Linked DNA regions of Sus scrofa: all the other regions are linked to region 3. The links are chromatin contacts, called in public HiChIP or PLAC-seq maps. All regions are on one chromosome and are shown on one strand. Each heading gives the region's core, a stretch centred on a gene start, on an enhancer-like site or on the middle of the called end of the contact. The rest is flanking DNA. Distances are from core to core; before and after follow the strand shown. Region 1 overlaps C8H4orf32. Region 2 holds the start of AP1AR (AP-1 complex-associated regulatory protein). Region 3 overlaps LOC102158976 (a long non-coding RNA gene).

Region 1 (3,077 bases), core at 452-2,951, 73 kb after region 3:
CCGCGGCATATGGAGGTTCCCAGGCTAGGGGTCCAATTGGAGCTGTAGCCGCCGGCCTACACCAGAGCCACAGCAACGCGGGATCCGAGCCACGTCTGCAACCTACACCACAGCTCACGGCAACGCTGGATCCTTAGCCCACTGAACAAGGCCAGGGATCGAACCTGCAACCTCATGGTTCCTAGTCAGATTCGTTAACCACTGCGCCACGACGGGAACTCCTTTCTTTTTGGTAGAAAGTAATTGAGTAAGGCCAGGGATCAAACCCACAACCTCATGGTTCCTAGTTGGATTCATTAACCATTGCGCCACGACGGGAACTCTCAGACAGCATAGTTAATGGCATTTAATACTTATTATGTGAAACCCTGCTGTACCCAAAGCTTTTTTTTTAATATATGAGAAATTTTCCATCTTTTATCTACTATAAGCAAGTATAAATTCAGTAAATAATTACCAGTTTGAATCATCACTCCTAAAAAATTAGGTTTAATAAATTATAATTACAACTATATCTTCAACATGTCATAGATTTTCTTTTGTGACTGTACTAGGGTCTAGTGAGGGGACAGAAACTATACCAATTATTTTATCAAGAATAATCTAATAGAAAGAATTGTTAAGTAGGCACTGAAAAACAGAAAAGGCAAAAAAGAGAACATTAACACACTGATACTCAAAGGATGGTAGAAAAATCAGCATCATTACGAATCACCTGGAAACTTGTTAGAAGTGCAAATTCTCAGACACCAAGTCCCACTCATGGCTTACTGGGTCAGAAACCCTGTCAGTTGGCCAGCATTCTGGGCTTTAAAAGCCCTCTGAGAGAGTCTAACTTATGCTAAAGTTTAAAAACCACAGCACTACAACAGGCTAAGTGCCACAGACAATAACAGCAGGAAGCAGCTACCACTCCTGGGCCAGGGGAAGCAAAGAAAAGAGGTAGAATTACTAAAACCGAGAAGACTGGGGAAGGCCCCGTCCCATAGAGCTGGGACTCAGACTTCCAAGAACTGATCACTGCTCACCTGGTGCTGGTGTTTCTGAGTTCAGAAGAGGGACACCATAGATCTGGGAAGCAGATATCTGAGGAAGAGGAACCCAGGAGTTTGATCTGATATCTCAAGAAGGCTCATTGAGATTGGTTCTACAAGGGTTGGGAAGCCACTAAATTGAAATCAGTGACTGCTACCAGACAGACCTTCTACTGCCAGAGTGAATTATCACTAAAGTAGATAGTATTGAGAAACCCCAGCAAGGCAAACAAGGAAAGAGTAAATCCCTTCCTCCTCTAACTGCACAAAGTCTCTCTCGTTCCTCTGTGGGCAGAGCCCAACAAGGAGCCAGCTATGTCTTGCAGAATTCCAAAGGGTGTGGTTGAAGCTGAGAGATAGTAGCTTAATAACAAAAACATGAAGGCCTAAATTGTAGTAAGACTGAGATGTACTAGAAATAGTAAATAATTTTTGCTATGTATAATTGGGTACAGATGGACATCTTCTGGGGAGCTCATGTCTAGGTGGACTTTGGGGAATATTGTTCAAAATGATTCCTACTTGGAAACTGTATGTTGCTTCTGGTGGGATTCATAAGGGGCATTTAGGACATGTGTTAAATTACAGAAAACTATGCCAGGGCCTACACTGAAGTCTTAGCTCTCCAGCTAAAACTGACACATCACAGCAGCAATGGCTGAGGATTGCTCAACATTAGCACCAAGCCCTGCTCCAGTCAGCTGAAGCGAGGTTCCTTAAAGTCTTGGAGTCAGTGGAATGGACTAAAAAGAGCTTACCTACCAGAACAGAGAAATCCAGGGCTCTACCACAAAATAGGAGATTAGTAGAAAAAGGCTGTTCTGAAATCATAGTCACTAATAAGAGTAATATGAGCATGACTCTTCATCTGAGAAGTTGTCTTTGTGCAATTCTGGGAAAGTAGAAAATGAATGGAAATGAATTCTTCATCTTATAAATCGGTGTTCTGGTAGTTGAGGGTCCAGTCAATGTTGATTCCACACAAATCAATAAATCAGTGCTTTCCATATTCTTGAAAGATGGGCACAGACAGTTGTTACTATATGACAATCAAAAGGAACATTCCCAAATATTACTGAATGATTATCAGAAGTATGCCCAGTACATACTTTGGAAGATTAAAAAGAACTATGAGTTAGTCATTATTCTTAAAGACATGCACCTATTTCTGATTTTATGTTTATGTTTTGTTTTGTTTTTTTTTAAGGATATTGAAGAATCACAAAATAACACTGGTGAGCCTGTTGGAGATGACTACAAAAAGATGGGAACACTTTTTGGTGAACTGAACAAAAGCCTCATCAGCATGGGCTTCACAAGAATGTATTTTGGAGAACAAATTGTAGAACCAGTGGTAGTCATTTTCTTCTGGGTTATGCTGTGGTTCCTTGGCCTACCAGCCCTTGGACTAGTTGCTATTCTTTGCCTTGTCATTATTTATGTGCAACAGTGAAATGTGGCAGAATGAACTATTGTTTAACATTTAGTAGCCATATGTGTATTTAGTGAAGTTAATATTTCACTACATGAAGGCTGAAAAGTTTGCCTTGTTTCGAATTGTGTGCTGTTTTAGTAATTAAATTCATAAGTTGATATTGTTTAAAATTAAACTCAACTGTTGATTATAACAGGGTTAAATATATATATTGTAGCTTATTCATAATTCTTGTTTAATTACTGTGACCTGTGCCCAATTTTAAGCACCCCTATTACCATGCCAGATCTTAACCACCACCAAACAGTGATCAGGCAAAATAGGAATATGAAATTCAAGTCCGAGGGTTCCCATCGTGGCTCAGAAGAAACAAATCTGACTAGCATCCATGAGGATGCAGGTTCCATCCCTGGCCTTGCTCAGTGGGTTAAGGATCCAGCGTTGCCGTGACCTGTGAAATAGGTCACAGACATGGCTCGGATCCCAGGTTGCTGTGGCTGTGGTGCAGGCCAGCAGCTACAGCTCTGATTCGACCCCTAGCTTGGGAACCTCCATATGCTGCAGGTGTGGCCCTAAAAAGACCAAAAAAAGAAAAAATTCAAGTTGGG
Region 2 (3,440 bases), core at 243-2,742, 120 kb after region 3:
TCCTACCCATGCCCAAAATTAGGGTTAGAAAAGCAATACTGTATTGAGCCAATATAATTTCCTGCAGGTTAGTTTAAGGTGTGCATATTGACAATATGTTCCTTTTTGTTGCTGAGTAGTATTCTACGTAATGGATATACCAGTTTCTTTTAAACATTCCGGATTGGAGTTCCCGTCATGGCTCAGTGGTTAATGAATCCGACTAGGAACCATGAGGTTGTGGGTTTGATCCCTGGCTCAATCCATGGGTTAAGGATCCTGCGTTGCTGTGAGCTGTGGTGTAGGTCACAGATGCGAATCAGATCTGGCATTGCTGTGGCTGTGGCATAGGCTGGCAGCTGTAACTCTGATTTGACCCCTAACCCGGGAACCTCCTTATGCCGCAGGAGCGGCACTAGAAAAGGCAAAAAGACAAAATAAAATAAAATAAAATAATAAACATTGGGGGTTGAATTTTCAAGACTATTTTGCAAATATATCTGCTTGATTTCAGGGGCTGCAATGGGGAAAGAAATAGCCATTATTCATAAGTTATTCAGTCATTCTACCAATATCCAATGGCAGACTACTGGGCCAAATATATCCCTGGGCACTTGATCAAAAAAATTACTGAGATCCAAACAAGGTCAAAATTAGGGCTAAGACTGAAACCCAGGTGGGTCTAGAATTCAGGAAGCAAGAAAATGAGTATGTCAAAGAACATTTTATCATTAATAAAATTTTCAATTAAATTAAAACAGGCTAAAAATTGATGTGACTGATTTGTTAGTAATTAAAGCTTCCTATCTACTTAGACCAGGTGTTTGCTAAGCTACGCCTTATAACCGATTTTAAAGCCAACCAGACAAAAACTCAGTTTTAAAGAAAACCAAGTCGCATCGGAGTAGCTGTCTCTTCCCATCTACCACAGTTCGAGAAACACTCTTGGACAAGTCTGGTGTCCCTGAAAAACCACGGTCCTCTAGCTTATTTCCTCTGGACTCCAGATTTGATTTTAGACAAAACAAATAAGGCCAGTAGGGCACGGTTAGTAAATTTCCCTGCAATGTTGACAGTATGGCGATTGAAACGCAAACTGGAAGCCTGAGAGAAAAAAAATTCTTGGTGCTTCCAAACAACCACAATCAATTCCCTGACTCTGTTAGCTATGTATGGTGTAATATAAACAAAACCTAAGCACACACCTCACAGACAAGTGACCCCTTCACACCTGATGACTCCCAGGCTGGGGCTCTAGGGAAGCTGCTCACAAGGTTTTGGCACAAAGTTCGAAAACTGAGCCTAGAACTTGAGACGCCCGGAAAGGCTCGGGACCCACAGTAGGGAAGGCGCGAAAAGTAAAGATTTCCTGGTTAGGTCAAGGTCCAACAGATACCCACACCCACAAATTGAACTGCGTACCCAGTAGCTGGCGGAAGTGACGTAACCGCTAGTCGCCCGAGGAGGCGGGGCGGCCAAAGGAGCAGCCTATTGGGGCCCGGGAGAGGCCGGAGGTGTGGCGGCGTCGGTGGCGAGGCGCGGGCCTGGGCGCACCGGAGGGAGGGGCCTGGGCGCGAGGCTCGCGGGGACTGGCCTTCTTCGGCGGCAGGAGGCGGTCATTCGAGCTGGGTTTGGGGCCTGAGGCGAGTGAGGGGCCATGCGGATGGCGAGCGAGTCTACAGCCCGCTGCCCGGCCCTCCTCCCTCGCACGGCGACGACTCGACGGCCGCTCGAGTAACCACTGCTTTTGTTCCGAGCGCCTGTCCCTTCCGTCGCCCCAGCCCCTCACGCCGCCGCGCTCCGGCCGGCCCGCCCTCGGTCCCCGAACACCTATTCGGCTCGTGCTGCGCGGATGCGGCTGCCGGACCTGGGTTTGGGCTTTGAGCGGGAGGAGGCGGAGGAGCGGCGGCGCCTGGGCGGCATGCAATGGGGAACTGCTGCTGGACGCAGTGCTTCGGGCTCCTCCGCAGGGAAGCCGGGCGGCTGCAGCGTGTAGGAGGCGGCGGAGGGTAAGCCCACTGGGGGAGGGGCCCGGCGCCCGCTGGCTCCTCCTATTCAACCTCTGCCGGGGAACCCCTTTCACTCCCCCACTGGCTTGAAAAGGCTGGGAGCCCGCTCCCTTCACCGCTGTACTGGCGTGAAGAGGGTGGTCGTAGTGGAGGCCCTGACCTGGAGGGGCCTCCCAGGGAAACAGCTAGAGGTGAGGGCGGAGTGTCGCTCCTGCCACCTCCGAGCGAGATTCCTCCGGGCGCGCACTGTCACGCGATAAAAGAGTCATGGGAGGCATCGTCTCTAGGAAGCAAGGGGCACCTTCCCACGAATGGACGGTAGAACAGGATCCACAGCAACCCGAGGACACTCTACGTTGGGCTTGGGTTTAGTGCCAGAGGTGGTGGTAGCTTCCGTTTTTGATTCTCTCTTGACTCTGACAGAGCAGGTGGAGAATCTGCTTCCAAAAAGTTGATGTCTCAGATTTTTTTTTTTTTTTTTAGAAGTCGTTTGGATGCTGGAATAACATAAGATTCCAGACCTTGAGCAGTTCTTTGATAAGTACAAAGACACGAATTGCTGGGTTTCCAGCGGGCGTTTGGATTCTTGGTGCTGATAACAAGAGGGGCAGAGTGTAGCTTTTTCATATTAATTTTTTGGAATTTCGAGAGGAATGTGTTACCTTGATTGCTCTCTGTAGCACAAGGGAAATCACAGCCCTTCTGAACCTGAGATCTCTTGATTAAATCTGAGATATGCATAGATTTTTCTACTCACAGAATCCATAGAATAATAGAATTTCGTAATTATTCCATTTTTGTGTGTTTTATTTCATGAATTATTGAAAAGCATAAATTCCTTTGAAATTGGCTTTGTTGTTTTTAAGTATCTCCCAGGAATTCAAACTAAGAATTGAAAATCTCAAGCCACTTTATGTTAAGAAGTAAGACATTAATTTGGCACTTTCTGGAACAGATTGCTAAATTTTCAGGATCTGTCCCATCTGACCAACATCTTTAGGTAATAAGGTGTTCAGCATACACATACTGAAGCCAGATAATTTGTCATTTGGATCTTTGGTGATGTAGATCTTATATGAGTCACTCATTCGTCCGTCAGGCGTTGTGTCACCTCTTTGATACAGATTAGCTGAGGTTGTGTGCACTCTTAAGTGTTCCTGGAATGGAAAAGTAAGGACTTAAAGACTTTGTGCCTAGTTTAATGTTTTGGTTTCCCAAAGGGGATCATAGCAGCTGTTTTATGTTGTCAGCCAGAGTCATCTAAGTTTCTTGTAATTTGTGTGTGTGGATGCTCTCATATACTCAAGGCTTGCCTAAGGACTAGATGCCACACAATCTTTGGCTCTGTAACATTTTTGTTTGTTTGTTTATAGTTGGGTTGTAGGATAACTGTAAAAATAGGGTCTTATACTCAAATTAGAAAAGCAAAAGTTACTTATATTTCACTTTGGA
Region 3 (3,440 bases), core at 123-2,622:
AGAGCAGGGTGGAGGTCAGGGGAAGAATTGTCTAAGGAGAGTAAAGGGGCCTTTCGCAACCTTTGTGTGATTTCTCAAAAAAGTTGCCTCACTTCTAAGTGCAAAATAAACTTAAATTTAAGATCAAAAATTTAAATAAAGCAAAACAACACAAAACAGAAACCATAAGCTATCCAGGAAAAAAAAAATCGAGGGATTCTTTTTTAATCTTGAAACATGACCTTTATAAACACGATCGCATACATAAAACTCATAAAAGTAAACTAAGTTTAACATCATAAATTTTTAACTGAATGACAATAAATAACACACAAAACAAAACCATTGGCAATAGGATATCAACAGAAATTAATATAAATGAAAAAATGCTTAATTTCATTCAGAATTTTTTTTATTTTTTATTTTTTCGGTTTTTTTGTTTGTTTGTTTTGGTCTTGTCTTTTCAGGCCTGTGCTCGAGGCATACGGAAGTTCCCAGGCCAGGGGTCAAATCGGAGCTACAGCTGCTGGCCTCCACCAGAGCCACAGCAACACCAGATCCAAGCTGCATCTGCGACCTACACCATAGCTCACGGCAATGCTGGATCCTTAACCCACTGAGCGAGGCCAGGGATCAAACCCTCAACCTCATGGTTCCTAGTCGGATTTGTTTCCGCTATGCCACAGCAGAAACTCCTTCATTCACAAATTTTAACAAGGAACTCAAAGTGAGGAAACTGCATGTTTTACTTATCAGATTGGCATTCACTTTTAAAGTTAAAACCCGGTGTTGTCATGAGTGGAGGGAAACAGGCTTTTTCATACACTGTTAATGAAGCGATACATTGTTGCAAAAATTTTGAAGGGCAGTTTGGAAATATCTATCTCGGATGCTTTTCATCAGTTTTGGAAAATATTGGCCAATATCTATTTGAATATTGCTTCTGTTCCATTATCCATCTTCTCTTCTTGTGAAACTCGTATTATGTATGTATTGGCCAAGACAGTCTTGAAGAACAGAGCCAAACAACTTGCACTGCCATAGATCAAAAACTATCATAAAACTATGGTAATTAAGGCAACGGTAATAATACAAGTACAGACAAACCAAGTATGGTGGGCAGAATTCTAAAGATGCTACTACCCCCACATCAAGATGACTATTCACAGTTATTTAACCAAACCTAATCAAAATACTGCTGTGAAGGAACTTTGCAATGTAATTATGGTTACTAACCACCTGACTCTAAAATAGAGAGAGTATCCTGGTTTATCCAGGGGGCCCAGTGTAATCACATGAGCTCTCAAAAGCGAAAGGGAAAGGGACAAGTGCCAGTCAAAGACACAGCAGAAGGGGAAGTAGGGAGAGATTTGAGGGGTGAGAGGAACTTGACTTGTTGCTGGAGGAGAACCACACAGAAGGCATGAGAAGGAATGAACAGCCTTGAGGAGCAAAAACTAAACCCCAGCTGACAGCCAGCAAGGAATTGGGGAACTCAGTCCTACAACAACAAGGAATTAAATTCTGCCAACAACCTCAATGACATCAGAAGCAAATTTACCTCTAGGGCTTCCAGCTAAGAGCCCAGCCCTACCAATACCTTGATTTCAGTCTTGTTAGACTCTAAGCAAAGGATCCAAAAGAGCTATACCCAGGCTTCTGATTCACAGAGCTGTGAAACTTAAAGTGAGTGTTGTCTTGAAACCCTAGATTCATGGTAATTTTCAATGACAGCATTAGAAAATGAATACAGTGATCAAGGATAAAGAGTCCATAAACAGGCCTATACATATGGCGAAAGTGACCCTGAAGGACAATAGGAAAAGAATGTTCCTTTCAACCAATAGTTCTGGGCCCACTTAATTTTCCGTATTTTAAAAAAATGTGTCAGAACCATTATGTTATAACATATATAAAATAAATTTCAGATGGACTGCAGATTTGAACATGGAGGAGTTTTGAGGCAGGAGTAAGTTTTTAGAGAAAAATATGAAAGAATATCTTTGTAAGCTTTTTTCCCCAGCTTCTTGTAGTATAATTGACAAATAAAAATTGTATATATTTACGTTGTACAATGTGATTTTGTTAAAGACATACAACGTGATGATTTAATACACATATACATTGTGAGCTGAATGCCACAATCAAGTTAATGAACACATTCATCACCTCACACAGGTACCATTTTTTTGTGTATGTGTGAGGAGACATTTAAAATCTACTCTTTCAGCAAATTCCAAATATACACATTTGGCCAACATCTCCCCATTTCCCTCACCCCCCACCCAATCCCTGGCAACCACTGTTCTATTCTCTGGTTCTATGAGTTCAACTTTTTTAGATTCTACACATAAGGGAGAAGATGTAGTATTTGTTTTTCTCTGACTTATTTCATTTGGCATAATGCCTTCAAGCTCCATCTATGTTGTTGCAAATAACATTTCCTTCCTTTATGGCTAAATAATATGTGTGTGTGTGTGTGTGTGTGTGTGTATCTCACATCCTCACATCTATCTATATATATGCCTATATCAATCTTATTCATCCATTTATCCATAGATAAACACGAGTTATTTCCATATCTTGACTATTGTGAGTAACTCTGCAATGAATATGGGAGTACAGATATCTCTTCAAGATACAGTCATCCCTTGGTATCCTTGGAGGATCAGTTTCAGGATCCCCTGAAGGTACCAAAATCCTCAGATGTTCAAGTCCCTTATATAAAATGGTGTAGTATTTGCATATAGCCTATGCACAGCCTCTTGTATACTTTAAATCATCCCTAGATTACTTATAATATCCAGTAAGTGTAAATGCTATGTACATAGTTGTAAATGCAATGTAAATCCTATGTAAACATAGGATTGGTGGCACTCAGTAAACTCAAATTTCCCTTTTTTAAACTTTCTGGGATTCCCCCCCCCAAATATTTTCTATCCACAGTTGGTGAATCCAGATGAGGAACCTGAAGATACGGAGGGTCAACCGGACAAGTTTCAGTTTCTTCGGGTTTATACTCAGAAATGGGACTGCTGGATCATATCTGGATCATATCTGTAATTTTTTGAGGAACTTTCATACTGTTTTCCATAACAGCTGTACCAATTTACATTCCCACCAATAGCGTAGAAGTTCTCTTCTCTCCACACCCTTGCTAACATTTATCTCTTGTCTTTTTAATAATAAACATCCTAACAGGTGTGAGATGATAGCTCATCATGGTATTGATTTACATTTCTCTGATGATTAGTGATGCTGAGCACATTTTTAGGTAACTGTTGGCCATTTGTATATCTTCGTTGCAAAGATACCTATTCAGGTCCTATGTCCATTTTTAAATCAAATTAATTATGGTTTTGACCTTTGTAACCTTGAAGTGGCAAAAGATTTCTTAAATAGCACTCAAATAGTGCATATTATAAAGGCATTTTTGAAAAGCTGGACTATCATAAAATTAA

Evidence for each region. HiChIP or PLAC-seq counts read pairs in DNA pulled down with a chosen protein or histone mark.
Region 1: an H3K27ac HiChIP or PLAC-seq map of alveolar macrophages shows a contact between it and region 3. The contact joins two enhancer-like sites. A contact is called at or near these places in 2 of 47 Hi-C or Micro-C datasets (omental adipose tissue and retroperitoneal adipose tissue) and 1 of 2 datasets of contacts at active chromatin or transcription factors (alveolar macrophages).
Region 2: an H3K27ac HiChIP or PLAC-seq map of alveolar macrophages shows a contact between it and region 3. The contact joins the promoter of AP1AR here to the enhancer-like site in region 3. A contact is called at or near these places in 18 of 47 Hi-C or Micro-C datasets (alveolar macrophages, blood, brain and 12 more) and 2 of 2 datasets of contacts at active chromatin or transcription factors (alveolar macrophages and skeletal muscle).

Annotation. Positions count from the first base shown.
Region 1 is chr8:110,470,450-110,473,526 of Sscrofa11.1, reverse strand. C8H4orf32 reads left to right here. Exons shown (of 2, transcript XM_013978951.2): 2 at 2,242-3,077. The coding sequence ends at 2,487. The region is part of intron 1 of LOC102158976 (a long non-coding RNA gene); the gene reads right to left. Among named protein-coding and RNA genes, the nearest start is that of C8H4orf32, 33 kb to the left of the region's middle. Within about 2 kb of position 1,701, at least 2 of the 83 cell types and tissues checked have an H3K27ac peak or open chromatin away from gene starts, as enhancers often do. A contact at or near this core is called in alveolar macrophages, where this site is marked.
Region 2 is chr8:110,418,600-110,422,039 of Sscrofa11.1, reverse strand. AP1AR (AP-1 complex-associated regulatory protein) reads left to right here and starts at 1,492. Exons shown (of 10, transcript XM_003482454.4): 1 at 1,492-1,988. The coding sequence starts at 1,906.
Region 3 is chr8:110,542,848-110,546,287 of Sscrofa11.1, reverse strand. The region is part of intron 2 of LOC102158976 (a long non-coding RNA gene); the gene reads right to left. Among named protein-coding and RNA genes, the nearest start is that of C8H4orf32, 40 kb to the right of the region's middle. Within about 2 kb of position 1,372, at least 4 of the 83 cell types and tissues checked have an H3K27ac peak or open chromatin away from gene starts, as enhancers often do. A contact at or near this core is called in alveolar macrophages and retroperitoneal adipose tissue, where this site is marked.